2 separate regions of the Sus scrofa genome follow, and region 2 is linked to region 1. The links are chromatin contacts, called in public Hi-C maps. All regions are on one chromosome and are shown on one strand. Each heading gives the region's core, a stretch centred on a gene start, on an enhancer-like site or on the middle of the called end of the contact. The rest is flanking DNA. Distances are from core to core; before and after follow the strand shown. Region 1 holds the start of SMU1 (DNA replication regulator and spliceosomal factor). Region 2 overlaps B4GALT1 (beta-1,4-galactosyltransferase 1).

Evidence for each region. A called contact is a pair of places that touch in the nucleus more often than the background predicts.
Region 2: a contact with region 1 is called in a Hi-C map of liver, with 2.4 times the contacts expected there. The contact joins the enhancer-like site here to the promoter of SMU1 in region 1. A contact is called at or near these places in 6 of 47 Hi-C or Micro-C datasets (epiblast stem cells, liver, skeletal muscle and 1 more) and 1 of 2 datasets of contacts at active chromatin or transcription factors (alveolar macrophages).

Annotation. Positions count from the first base shown.
Region 1 is chr10:33,393,825-33,401,118 of Sscrofa11.1, reverse strand. It overlaps SMU1 (DNA replication regulator and spliceosomal factor), which reads right to left and starts at 1,736. Exons shown (of 12, transcript NM_001243898.1): 1 at 1,674-1,736. The coding sequence starts at 1,699.
Region 2 is chr10:33,342,853-33,350,030 of Sscrofa11.1, reverse strand. All of the region lies in intron 1 of B4GALT1 (beta-1,4-galactosyltransferase 1), which reads right to left. Among named protein-coding and RNA genes, the nearest start is that of B4GALT1, 29 kb to the right of the region's middle. Within about 2 kb of position 4,555, at least 30 of the 83 cell types and tissues checked have an H3K27ac peak or open chromatin away from gene starts, as enhancers often do. A contact at or near this core is called in alveolar macrophages, liver, skeletal muscle and 1 more, where this site is marked.

The DNA.
Region 1 (7,294 bases), core at 487-2,986:
ATCCTTTAACCCACTGTGATGGAGACTGAACCTGTGTCCTGGTGCTGCAGAGACAATGTCAATCCTGTTGTACCACAGCGGGAACTCCCCAAATACCCTCTTAAAAACAGTTCCTGCAGGAGTTCCCTGATGGCCTAAGGATTTGGGGTTGCCACTGCTGTGGCTCGGGTTCAATCCCTGGCTTCCATAGGACACTTCCACTTACACTCCTAATATGAGACTCCATCCTTGCAAAGAACTCAAATTTGATATAACCAAAATCAAATTCACTTCCTTCAAACACAATGTAATACACAAAGAGCTAAAAGCTTTGGAGATAGGCTGGGATTTCAATCAGAGTTCTTTCACTAACTGTGACTTGCAGACAAGTCAATTAACATCTCTTTGCCTGTTTCCTCATCTGTTAAGAAAAATACCTACCCTGTAGGATTGATCAAAGGGATTGACTACAACACATAGTGTAACTAGCATAGAGAATACTTAGTAAATAGCAGCAATTACTGATCACAAAAACATGCTGCAGCCAAGGCTGGGAGGATGGTCAGTGCCCGATTTTATTCAGGCCCCAAAGGGTGGATTCCTTTCCAACTCCTGCCATAACTGTCTTCACTGTCCATCTTTGCTTTATTTTTCTCCACAACACTTACAGCCATCTGCTAAGCTATCTTACTTACTGATTTTGTCTGCTGTCTGCCTTCCCCATCACAATGTACTTTCCCTAAGAGCAAGGGTTATTGTCTGTTTCGTTCACTACTACAGTCCCAGGGGCTAGAACAAATATACACAGTAGATCTCAGTATTTGCTAAATGAATAAACCTCCCTTCCTCCTATGGCAGATCTTCAGGACAAGTCCTCTCCTTTACACTCAGGACACAAATGTTGTCTGCTGACTTAACTACTAAGCGTTGGCAAGAACAAGGTGGAGGATGGAGTCCTGGAGAAGTTTACTGAAGACTTTCTTCAATCATTCGTTAGTCCCCCTCTCTCCCAAATTTATCATTCTCCTTGCCCAATCTCCAAATTCTGTCCCTCCTTTGTGACTACAGAGCTCACACGCTAAATAAAATTCAGCGCCAGACAGAACCTGATAAAATAGTCGTTCATTCATTCTAAAAGCAATTATTGAGCCTTTACGATGGGCTGGGAATTGGGACTATAATGCAAACGAGTCCCTAGGAGCTATACAGGTTAGTAGGATGGGCAGAAAAACGGTGACGATACCAAAAGCTGTGCAGAAGAAAGCAAAGGACGGTGCACGCACAGGGAGGAAACCACCACGGTGTTCGATGGGGACGGGAAGAGATGGATGGCGTCGAGCCCAGCCCCCTTGTGCTGATAGACCGGAATCCAAATAGGATGGCTAATTTGCTCAGTTACAAGGTACAGCAGAAGTTGGCGAGGGCTAGAATTCAGGTTTTCCAGGAGTCTCCTTCCCCCAGCCCCGCGCCACCTTCCACAGGGCTTTGGGCTTCTCATCTGCTACCTCTCTGTAGGTCCACCTCCAAGGTAGCCAGATCCCAAAAGCTTCTTTATAGGAAAGGAAATGCCCCTCCGCTCCCCAGCCTCTCGGACGCCTCCCCCGAGCAGCTTCCACCACCTCCCACTCCCACCCCCGCAACCCTCTGCCTCCCGGCCCCGGCCACTTCGGTAACATTCCCACTGCAGGACTCACTCCGAGGACTCGATTTCGATCGACATGGCTCTAGCTTCCTGAGCGCAGGCCTCACTCCACTCTAAGGCCCAGCCGCGCAACGCACCAACGACACCTCCGGCGGCCCCTATACGTCACTTCCGCTCGACGTCAGACGCAGGCTCTGGGCGCGGTCTGTACGGAAGAGGGGCGTGGAGTACGTGAGGGGCGGAGCTTCAACTCTTCTGTCGAGAGTTGGAACATAGGCACCGGCTCCTATAGAATCCTTTCTTTTTCTTGGAGGGGAAGTTATCCTTAAAGGACTGGTTTTAAAATTTTTCTTTTTTGGTTTACTTTTTAATTAGTTGACTAGATTTAAAGGTATAGTTGGATTGGGAGTTCCCGCTGTGGCGCAGTGGGTTGAGAACCTGACTGCTGCAGTTCAGGTTGCTGAGGAGGCATGGGTTCAAAACTAGCGCAGAGCATAGGTTACAGCTGCGGCTCGGAATCAGTCCCTGGTTCTGGAACTTCCATACGCCATGAATGTAGCCAATAAAAAAAGAGTTGGATTTACAATACATCTCTGGGAGATTAAGACATTGGAAACCAGTGGCCCAGTTAGCAACATTTGTAGAAGAGTTCATTAAGTTTAAGTGAATAAATGAAAGATTTTAAAGCCAAAACACATTTAAATTAATCTGATTAAGTTTGGGCCTTAGGGATTTGCATATTCACTTCTTCGAAAGAGCTAGATTACTTGTAGCATTTCCAACTAAGTATTTACTTGAAAATGGTTTCACAACAGTGATGCAATTACAAGAAAAACGACGAAGGCAAATACAAATATGTAAAAGGAGATTTGCGACTTCTTTTAATAGACTTTAAGCCATACGTAATTAAATTAGCAGAGACAAGTGAAAAGTAGAGATATTAATGAATTTCATGTAGGTTATTTTTTTAAATATTTTTTTGCCATCCTTTGTAATTTTTAAAAAAATATTTGCAGCACAATGGTAAGAAATCTGTGTTGTAAAATTTGTATTTTTAAGCCATTCCCACAGCATGTGAAATTCTCAGGGCCAGGAACTGAACCCCAGGGGGATCTGTAACAGCAGTGACAACACCAGATCCTTAACCCACTGAGCCACCAGGGAACTCCTGACTTTTAATCTCTGATTGACAGCCAATGCTCAGCATCACAAACTATCCTCATCCATGTTTCCTCTGTAACAGCAGATTTGACTATGACATTTGTTACTTTATATAATCAAACTGCACTCTTTACCTAGTTAGGAAGTTTCTTCCCCCACTAAACTAGTTGCTTATGTAAATCTTCTGTATCCCAACTATATAACCCATCAATTTCCATATCATTCCCATACCCAAAGCATAAGCTTTATTACCTTGCTGATCCCTTATTAGCAATTTGATAAACTGTGACAATTGCTAAATATCAACTTGTCTAGGATATTTCATTTTTTGGTTTATTTTGTTTTTGTCTTTTTGGGGTGGGGGGGGCTGCAGCCACAGCATATGGAGAGTCCCAGACTAGGGGTTGAATCAGAGCTGTAGCTGCCGGCCTATGCCACAGCAACACTAGCTCCTTAACCCACTGAGCAAGGCCAGGGATTGAACCTGCATCCTCATGGATGCTAGTCAGATTCATTTCTGCTGCACCACAATGGGAACTCCTAGAATATTTCATTTTTATCACTAGACAAATGAGGTCTCTCACATCTCTCCACCTGTACATGGATAAAGAACCTCAAACAGGCACACAACACAGACAATTTCTAACCTCTAAAAGGAAGATGAATACACTGCACACTCAAGAGCTGGGTCACAGCCTCCTAGACCTAATTTCTGGTTAATAAACAGCCTAGAGTGACCCCAAGGGAAATCCAGTCTCCTGATCACGTCCCCTTTCCAGAAAGCTGGCCCTTCCCAGAAGTGCATGTCTCTGCAATTCGTCTCCTTAATCCAGCAGAGGGCAGGCCAACCACAGGAAAGCTGCCATTGTAAACTAGGCTAACAGGTGTCCAGATAGTTTAAAAAGGAGAGGTGTATGGGAGAGAGATCCCCAATAAGATGGGCAAAGGAAGTAGAAGGCAAGGTCAATATTTAGGTGCTAAAATTGGGCAACTGTTTGTCCCTTTCTCTTAGGTTAGACCCATTTTATCGAACATGATAACAAGGCAAAGTCTAGAGAAAAATTATCGCATAATTCTACCTGCTCATGGCAAGACATGACTCAGAGTTCTTCTAACTCAACCTCCACTTTTTTTTAATTTTTTATTTTTTTAATTTATTTTTTCCCACTGTACAGCAAGGGGATCAAGTTATCCTTACATGTATATATTTCTTTCCCCACCCTTTGTTCTGTTGCAGTATGAGTATCTAAACATAGTTCTCAATGCTACTCAGCAGGATCTCCTTGTAAATCTATTCTAAGTTGTATCTGATAACCCCAAGCTCCAGATCCTTCCCATTCCCTCCCTCTCCCGTCAGGCAGTCACAAGTCTATTTTCCAAGTCCATGATTTTCTTTTCTGTGGAGATGTTCATTTGTGCTGGATATTAGATTCTAGTTATAAGTGATATCATAAGGTATTTGTCTTTATCTTTCTGACTCATTTCACTCAGTATGAGAGTCACTAGTTCCATCCATGTTGCTGCAAATGGCATTATGTCATTCTTTTTTATGGCTGAGTAGTATTCCATTGTGTATATATACCACATCTTCCTAATCCAATAATCTGTGGGTGGACATTTGGGTTGTTTCCATGTCCTGGCTATTGTGAATAGTGCTGCAATGAACATGCAGGTGCATGTGTCTCTTTTAAGTAGAGTTTTGTCCGGATATATGCCCAAGAGTGGGATTGCTCAACCTCCACTTTTTTAACTCCTACTTCCTACTCCAGAGCAGGGCCTTCATGCAGAGGGCCTTCATCTTTTTTGTATACCCATCTGAATGAAAGCCATCTTTTCCAACTTTGAACAAAATATGCTTTCTTGTAAATTCCAAAGAGCAAGACTGCTATCTTTAGAGAGCAATGTGGTCCTGGCTGTAGAGTCAAAAGAGGGGTTTCTCAGAGTTCTCCCTATGATGCAGTGGGTTAAGATCCAGCATTGTCTCTGTAGCAACTTGGGTCACTGCTGAGGCTCAGGTTTGATCCCATGCCTGGCAGAGTGGGTTAAAGATCCAGCATTGCCACAGTTGTGGCATAGGTCAAAGCTGTGGCTCCGATTCAGTCCCTGACCCTGGAATTCCATATGCTGTGGGTGCAGCCAAAATGGGGGGAGTGTCTCTACACAGATTAATTTCTATCAGGGACAAAAACCTTTCCCAGATATCCTCCATCTTAAGCTGATAAGTTGACCAAGGTGGCATCATTGTCACCTTGTCAAGTTGAAGACATCACTGGCAAGGGGGATGGAATTCCCTTGAGTGGCCTAAACATGCACATGTGATCCCTAGGGCTGTGAAGGGACACTTTCCTGAGCATCCAAACACAATGGCAGATCATCCAGCAAGTAAAAGGAGATGGAGCTAGTGGGGTGGATAGCCAACCCTGTCTGCATGTCTGGTTGTGAGGCTGGTGGGAGACACTGAAGAGTCCCTTCACACAAAGAAGAAAGTGGAAAAGAGGAACTGAAGGGCCCTAATCAGATTTCACAGTGAATGAGTCCCAGCTTGTAAAAAAATTAGAGTCCTGGGAGTTCCTGCTGTGGCACAGTGGAAACAAATCTGACTAGTATCCATGAGGATGTGGGTTTGATCCCTGGCCTTGCTCAGTGAGTCAGGGATCCAGTGTTGCCCTGAGCTGTGATGTAGCATTGCTGTGAGCTGTGGTGGAGGTCACAGATGCTGCTCAGATCTGGTGTTGCTGTGGCTGTGGTGTAGACCAGCAGGTGCAGCTCAACCCCTAGCCTGGGAACTTCCATATGCCGAGGATGCAGCCCTAAAAAAGAAAAAAAAATCAAGTCCATGTGTCCCCACTGAATCCCCAGTTCTCCCCCTGTGGCCAGCACTGCCTTTAATTACACAGAAAGTGTTCGTCCCACAAGCATGGGTCTCAGATGGGAGGTCAGGGTTGGAGAGCGCATTTCCCCACACCATGGCTTGTTAGCACTTGCAGTTTCCAGAAGCTTCCCTGAAGTTATCTTTGATCTGGGATATGCGGATGTAATCCACAGGCCCATGCCAGGACAAGCCCCAGCATCTTACTCTATTTCCCCCACAGGGAGCTCCCATTGTTGTCCTTTTCTTAAATAACATCTCTGATCTCCTTATTACACCAATTGCCTTCAACCTCCAGGGACTCTAAGGCATAGAATAAGGATTAAATCTAGACATCTGGAATGCTTGACTTTTATCTACATTGAGGGCAAGGCTCCAGGTTCATTCCCCACCTCACTCCTAGTCTTACAGCAGATTGGGGCTCCCTGCTCTCCAATTGCAGTGGACATCCTCTGAGATGTCTGGCTGACTCACAGTTCTTTCTCCTTTCCCCCTCCAGCTATGGAGGTGTGGGCCTACTGCAGCTCCATTTTACCAGGTATTTTTCTTCCCACCAGGCCCAGTGGTGGACACTGACCTGAACTCAGCCAATAGGAATCTCTCTTCCATGTATTAACAATTGGGGTCAAGGAGTTCCCATTGTGGCTCACCGGGTTAAGAACCCAACTGGTATCCATGAGGATGCGGGTTCTATCCCTGACCTCTCTTAGGGTGTTAAGGATTTGGCCTTGCCATGAGCTGTGGTGTAGGCTGGCAGCTGCAACTCTGATTCGACCCCTACCCCAGAAACATCTGCTACAGGCATGGCCCTAAAAAGCAAAAAAAAAAAAAAAAAAAAGAATTGGGGTCAAAATATTCTACTTCTTACTGGCCTGATGTGCCGAGGAGTTGTGGGTGGTCACTTTCCCTACCTGACTGGGGAAGAAAGAAAATCAACTTGCAGAGAAAAGAATGAAGCCATTGCACAGAGAAAAAAAGAAATGAGAGTCCCAAGGGTGCTATCTGAGTTTACTATGGTTTTTCTTCCTCACAAAAACTGCGGTGGGGATTATTAATATCCCATTTTATGGATGAGGAAACTGAGGCACAGGATCATGCCATTATCCAGGTGATAGCACATGAGCTCCTGGATGTTGCTGTTCCTAAAGAGGATACAACTTTGGGCATCTTAGTTGTGTGAGCTGGTGAAGGGTATGTTTTGGCTCCTTAAGCTGGTTTGGGTTGGGATTCTGTCACTTTTTTGTTTGTTTGTTTGTTTTAGGGCCACACCCGAGGTATATGGAGGTTCCAGGCTAAGGGTCAAATCAGAGCTGTAGCCACTCTCTTACACCACAGCCACTGCATCTCCTGATCCGAACCACATCTGTAACCTACACCACGGCTCATGCCAACGCCGGATCCTTAACCCACTCAGTGAGGCCAGGGATTGAACCTGCATCTTCATGGATGCTAATCAGATTCGTTTCGGCTGAGCCACGACAGGAACTCCGGGATTCTGTCACTTTTGATTAAAAGAGTACTGATGGGAATTTCCTGGTGGCACAGCGGGTTAAGGATCTGGCATGGTCACTGCTGTGGCTCAGGTTTGATCCCTGGTTCAGGCATGGCCAGAAAAAAAAAAAAAAGAAAAAAGAAAAAAGAGC
Region 2 (7,178 bases), core at 3,306-5,805, 54 kb after region 1:
TTTTTTTTTTTTTTTTAATTTTTTGCAAATGCAATATTTGGTTTTGGCTTGTGGTTGCCCTGTTTTTTAAGTATGCTAACCCCTTCCCATAATTGTGTGTTTTAGCCTGATGGTCCTGTAAGTTCAAACACTTCATTACTATATTAAAATTAAGAAGAGAGACATACATATAAACAAAAAGGGTTATTTACCTCCTGACATCCCTTGCCCACATTTTATGGTTTTGATGACTCTTTTTTATTTTTTTCTTTTTAATTTTATTTTGTTTGAAGCATGTTCATGATTAAATCTGTATGCTAGCTTATTTGAGTGACTGCTCTCTGATTGCAGTTTCCTCAGTCCTAGTTCTTCCTCTTCTTCTTCTTTTTTTTTTTTTCTTTTCTTTTTTCTTCCCTTTCCTTCCTTTCTTTTTGGTTTAGAGAAGCCCTTTCAATATTTCCTTTAACCTGGGTTTTGTGTTGCTGTATTCTTTAAGTTTTTGTTTGTTGGGAAAAATTTTTATTTCCCCTTCTATTTTAAATGATATTCTTGCTGGATAGAGTATTCTAGGTTGCATATTTTTTCCTTTGAGCACTTTAAATATCTCTTGCCATTCCCTCCTGGCCTGTAGTGTTTCTGTAGAGAAATCAGCTGATATTCTTATGGGGGTTCCCTTGTAGGTAACATTCTGGTTTTCTCTTGCTGCCTTGAGGATCCTCTCTTTATCACTAACTTTTGCCATTTTTATTATGATGTGTCTTGGTGTGGGTCTGTTTGGGTTCAGTTTGTTTGGGGCCCTCTGTGCTTCTTGTATCTTGAATCCAGTATCCTTTAGATTTGGGAAGTTTCCAGCAATAATTTCTTCAAATATATTTTCCATTCCCTTATCTTTTTCTACTCCTTCTGGAATTCCTATTATGCGTAGATTGGCCCGCTTTATATTATCCCATAGGTCTCTTATATTGCTTTCCAGTTTTTTGATTCGGTTTTCTGTCTGTTGACCAGATTGAGTGATTTCCATTATTCTATCTTCCATATCACTGATTCGTTCTTCTGCATTATTCCTTCTGGTTTTTACTGCCCCTAGTTCAGTTTGCATCTCTGCAAATGAATGTTCTAGTTTTTCTTGGCTCCTCCTTATATTTTCTAGTTCCTTTCTGAGGGTATCTGCATTACTGTTCATATCTTCTCTTAATTCCTTCAGTATTTTCACTATTTGTGTTTTGAACTCCAGGTCCGTCAGACTGCAGAGATCTGTTTCATTGTTGACTGTTTTAGGTGAGTTCTCCTGTTGGTTTGACTGGGGGTGGTTTCTCAGCTTCTTCATCTTGCTTGTTGTTTTCTCTCTCCTAAGGGAGTTGTACTCTCCATTATCGGGCAGTGTTTGCCTTGTCACTGCCGTGGAATATTTCCTGAGGGCTGGCGTTGTTGGTCAATCTTTTTTGAGGCAGTATGGCTTTTCTGGAGTGTTGATGGGGCTAACAGTGTTTCTTTGAAGCAAAGGAGGACTTCCTGAGGGCGGACAGGACTGGGAGGTCCACACCACGATGGTAGCAGATTTCACTTGGTCATGCAGAGCTTGCTCTGGTGTTTTTAGGCTGTGGGGTTCTTGCAGGGGGTTGGCGGTGTTGGGCAGCTGCTCTTCAAGGGTGCATCACCCCCTGGGGGCTGGAGCAGCTATCTGGGTCACTGAGAACCTAAGAGGCTCTTCCCTAGGGCAGCCCAACTCAGAAGGACAGCCTGAGAATGTAGGCGGATCTTTTCACAGTCTGGCCGAGCTTGTTGCAGCTTTTCTGGGCTGCAGGGGCTCTTCCAGGGGGCTGGTGGTGCTGAGCAGTTATTTCACGGGAGTGGGGCACCCCCTGGGGGCTTGGGCCCTTTTTTTTTTTTTTTTTGGCTTTTCTTTTTGGGGCCACATGTGTGGCATATGGAAGTTCTCAGGCTAGGGGTCTAATCGGAGCTGCAGCTGCCGGCCTTCATCACAGCCATAGCAACTCCAGATCTGAGTCAAGTCTGCAACCTACACCACAGCTCAGATCCTTAACCCACTGAGTAGGGCCAGGAATCAAAACTGAGCCACAAGCGGAACTCCCTGGCCTTGTCCTTTGGCTCTCCTCATTCCTGCAGAGCTCAGACAGCAGACCCACTGGGGGAGGAAGGGGGTCTTCATGGGCCCAAAAGCTCTGGTCCCTCCCTGGCCACACACCTCTGTTTCTGGAGGAACAGAGGCCTTAAAGATGAGTCCCTCACGTGACTCCTGCTGACCTGGCTCCAGCCTCCCTGGATGCCCTCAGGTGAGTAGTACTATGCTCCAGAACTAAGGGGTTAACGTGGCCCAGTTTTCCCCACACCTATCATCAGGATCAAGTGAGACAATCACTAAAATTGTGGCCTCTCAGGCCCTCTCCTAGAGAGTCTGATGCAGTAGATCTTGGAAGGGACCTGTGTAGATCACAAGGACCAGGTGATTTTTTTTTTTTTTTTTTTTTTGTCTTTTTAGGGTCGCACGTGCAGCACATGGAGGTTTCCAGGCTAGGGGTCAAATTGGAGCTACAGCTGCCGGCCTACACCACAGCTCACAGCAACACTGGATCCTTCAGCGACTGAGTGAGGCCACAGATCAAACCTGAGTCCTCATGGATGCTAGTCAGATTCGTTTCCGCTGAGCCACAATGGGAACTCCAAGGACCAGGTGATTCTTACTGGACAAGTTGGGCAGCAGGGAGCTGGACCTCCCACCTTCACTGGCCTCGGGGCTTTCATGGAAATAGCCCTTTTCCACAAGGTTGGTAGACCTGGCTTGCTCAGCTCTCCAACCTTGGGCAAAGTCTTCTGGAGGCCCTGCTGCACGGGGCACTTGTGAAAAACATGAAAAGAAGATCTATCATTGAGCCCTTCTCACTTCAGAGGGCCCCACAACAGCTGCACCCCATCCCCAGCCTGCCCCACCTTTGGTTCTGAAGGTGCTGCTAAACATAACTCGATTTTCAGGAACCCAAGAGTCATCTGGACTGTCACCCTGCCAGCTTTCTCACGCCTTCTGAAACCCACCCAGAAAACAGGAATTCACACTTGGTCTGCCCAGCCTCCCTGGAGCAGGCACCTGCAGGCTAGAAGCATCTAAATTTTGCCCCTTACGCAGTTCCAGGAAGGTGGTCCTGAGGTAGAGTTTTCTGGTCAGGAGAAAGGCTGCCTGGGCCTCAGTTTTCAACTCTACCAGTGACTTGCTGGAAGATCTTTGAGCAAGTACCATCTGCTCACAGGATGGTTTCCCATTTGTAAACTGCAGGGATTGGACCTCAAACGGACTCTTATTTAACCACCACCACCACCAAAGACCAAACTCATTTCTGCTCCAGAGGACCTTCAGCAACTGATAACACTGTCCACCCAATCATGGGAGCTGATAATCTGGGTGGTCCATCTTCCATCTCCCTTCTCCCTCCAACCCCAGAACACATACACACACAGAAAACAGGAATTCATGCACGCACGCACACATGCTCACACATATAAGGTGCTAACAGCATATGACAATCCATCCATGGGCACTTACTCAAGAATCAAGCCAGAGTCTCTTCCAAAGGGTTTAATGTAAATGTTTTCTGTGGTGTGTCAAGGCCACTTTCAATTCATGTCAATCAATACTTTCTAGAGGGGTTCCTGCTGTGGCTCAGCAGAAATGAGCCCGACATGAGGATCCAAGTTCAATCCCTGGCCTTGCTCAGTGGGTTAATGATCCAGCATTGCCATGACCTACAGTGCAGGCCACAGACAAGGGTCGGAACTCACATAGGCTGGCAGCTGCAGCTCTGATTCGACCCCTAGCCTGGGAACTTCCATATGCCACAGAAGTAGCCCTAAAAACAAAAACAAAAACAAACAAAAAAAAACCTTTCTAGATGCTTTCTGTGTACCAGGCAGGGGAGGTGGGAGGTGATGGGACAGATGGGACAGCTCCTGACTTCCAGGAGCTCCCTGCTAAGCATGAGGCAGGACCTACGTGAAAACTACCCTGGATCAAGGCTGTTCAACAAATTGCTGTCCCAAAGGCTCTATGCAGAGTTTGATCACCGAACAGCCTCTTCTCATCCCCCTAACCCTCCCTGTGCCCCTCTAACGACCCTCTGTGTCTCCAAGCACCTGGAGCATGCTGACCCCCATCCTGCCCCTCTTGCTCAATCTGGCAATTCTTTCCCCACTTCTGTTCGTGAAGCTGCCACTGCTGTGAACCCTGCAGCTCACGCCCCTGAGATGGGTCTGTGCTCAGCAACCGTGGCAGCTCCAGACCTGGGGCTGAAAGTCTTTTGGGGTTCAGTGCCAGCTGGGAGGCCCACCTGCGGGCCCTGCACACCTCCTGCCACGAGGCACACCTAGCTCTGTCCTAATAAGAAAGTCCAGAGGGTTCAGGGTCCAGAAGGCCAGTGACCAGCTCTGCCCAGCACCATGCAGGCCTGCCAGCAGGTCTCAGAGCCATGGCCGCGGCCGTGGGCAGAGGCACAGGAAGGAAGCAGAGGCCTGAGGCTTCATGACAGTCCTCAAACTGAGCCAAGTCCCCCTTGCTGTGTGGCGCATGGCGTGTGCTACCACAGGCCCTGGGCCCCGCTGGGCCGGCTTGTGTGTTTTCTTGGCTCTGGGAGCTGGGAAGCAGGGTTACGTAAGCAGATGAGCAGATGTGAGCATGTCCTGGGCTCCCCGCCCCTTGCTAAAACCCTGCCACGTGGGCCTCTCGGCTGGGAGTCTAGGTCATGGCCTTGCGTGTAAGACGCTCAATAACTTCAATGTGTGAGCTCAACTTAGACAAATTCCACTGCTCCCTTGCCCAGCACAGCAAACCCAAACACACACGTGCCCTGCCATCTAAAGTGCTGCGAATTTAGAGCCAGCCCCGCATAGACTCCCTGCCTCGCTTTTGTGCTGCCTGAACCCCTTGGTCATCTTCTCGGCTCAGCAAAACAGGCTGGAACATCTAGTCGCTGCTTCCCAACTGATCAGCCAATGGTTCAAGACAGTCCTTGGCCTGATGTGAGGTGGTGACAATGTTTCACCAGCCGGGCAAAATGGTCAAAGTCAAGATGATGTAGGTGGTCCTTCATTAAGCTCAACATAATCAATGTATCAGAATGTCCATGGCATGCTTCTGTTTGTTTGTTTGTTTGTTGGTCACACCCATGGCATGTGAAAGTTCCCAGGTCAGGGACAGAACTCTTGCCATAGCACTGACCCAAGCCAAAGCAGTGACAATGCTAGATCCATAACTCGATGAGCCAGCAGGTAATTCTGCTGCTGCTGCCTTTTTTTTTGGAGTTTCACCAACGATATTCTATTTTATTTTTCTTTCTATGGCCACACCTGCAGCATATGGAAGTTCCGAGGCTAGGGGTCCAATCGGAGATGCAGCTACAGGCCTATACCACAGCCACAGCAACACTGGATCTAAGCCTATGCCACAGCTTGTGGCAATTCCAGATCCTTAATCCACCAAGCGAGGTCTGGGATCGAACCCACATCCTCAGAGTTCCTGTTGTGGCATAGTAAAAACAATCCAACTAGGAACTATGAGGTTGAGGGTTCAATCCCTGGCCTTGCTCAGTGGGTTAAGGATGTGGCGTTGCTGTGAGCTATCGTATAGGTTGAAGATGCGGCTGTGGTGTAGGCCGGCAGCTGTAGCTCCAATTAGATCCCTAGCCTGGGAACCTCCCTCCATATGCCGTGAGTGCGGCCCTAAAAATAAAAAAAATAAAATAACCCACATCCTTGCAGACACTATGTCAGGTTCTTAACCCACTGAGCCACAACAGAAACTCTGAATTCTGCTTCTTACTCTTTAAACATCAAAATCCCCTTTATTTTATGAAATAATCACATGGATTTTGATGTTGGAGCCTCCAAGTTAAAAATTTTTTTTCCTGGGCCATGAAATTAATATATTTGGGAACTAGACAGTGCCTAGAGCTTTGTGGTTCAAAAAGTTGAGATGCTGGAATCCCTCCCTTGGCCAGGCCTCCGATGTAACGGTATAGCAGCCCCTCTTCAAAGCATCCCTTCCCCTCCTCTCATCCCCACCACAGTACTGTTCCTCAGGCACAGGTGGGTGAGCCATTTTTCTCTGTACCAATTTTCTGAAGGCCAGATATGCACTGGAAGCTGAGCCAGGCACTACCAAATCCCCAGGCTTGGGAACAACAGCTGTCTACCGTGGTCCGAACAACACACAATGCACCTTATGACCCCTTAGACTAGAAAAGAGAAGCGCTGTCTACTGCACGGGCCTCAGCCCAAATCTTCTCTCTAGTCCTTCAGGGTAGAGAAGCTCTCTAGAATTCCCCAAGGACTTCATTATAACCAATCCAACAGCTACGTGGCCGCGGCTCAAACATCACCTCCCCTAGGAAGCCTTCTGGGACCACTCGAGATTGGTTCTTACTCTCCTCTACCTCCATTAAAACTCACAGCACCACATCCATTCAACCATGCACCTGGTTAGCACACACCACATGCCAATTGGTGGCGGGCATGCAGCAGTGGGGCTGGGTTAAGAAGTCTTTGCCCTTGGTGGGGAGGGAGACCTGCAAAGCAAACAATGACAGAGAGGGAGACAATGGTGGGAACAGCTGAAATGGCACAAAGGAAGGGGAGTCAACACTGGAGCCAAGGAACAGAGGCAAGAAAAGCTTTGCAGAGAAGCAGATTTGTTTCTCTGCAGTTCCTCTCTGGGAGAAGAACTGTGAGTGTCCACTTGGCTGCCATGGACACAGAATACGCCCACAAATCTTAGCTGAGGGGATGGTGCACAGCTATTCTCCCTGCCACTGAGAGAAGTGACCAAGAGGATGTCTATAAAACTCAAGAAAACTTGATGGAAGAGCACAGGACAGAGAGCCACCAGATGGGACTGCTCAAGGCTCATGTTAACTATTTCTCATTAGGTTTTAAAATCTAACTCGTGGAGTTCCTGCTGTGGCATAAGGGGATCAACAGTGTCTCTGTAGCAGCAAGAACATGGGTTTGATCCCCGGCCCAAAGCAGCAGGTTAAGGATCTGCATTGATGCAGCTGTGACATAGGTTGTAACCCTGACTTGGATTCGATCCCTGGCCCAGGCACTCCATATGCCACATGGCAGCCAAATGAATTAAAATAAAATAAAATGTAATTCACAAAGGTGTCAAAAGTACTGGAAATGATTTGTTTCTTTTC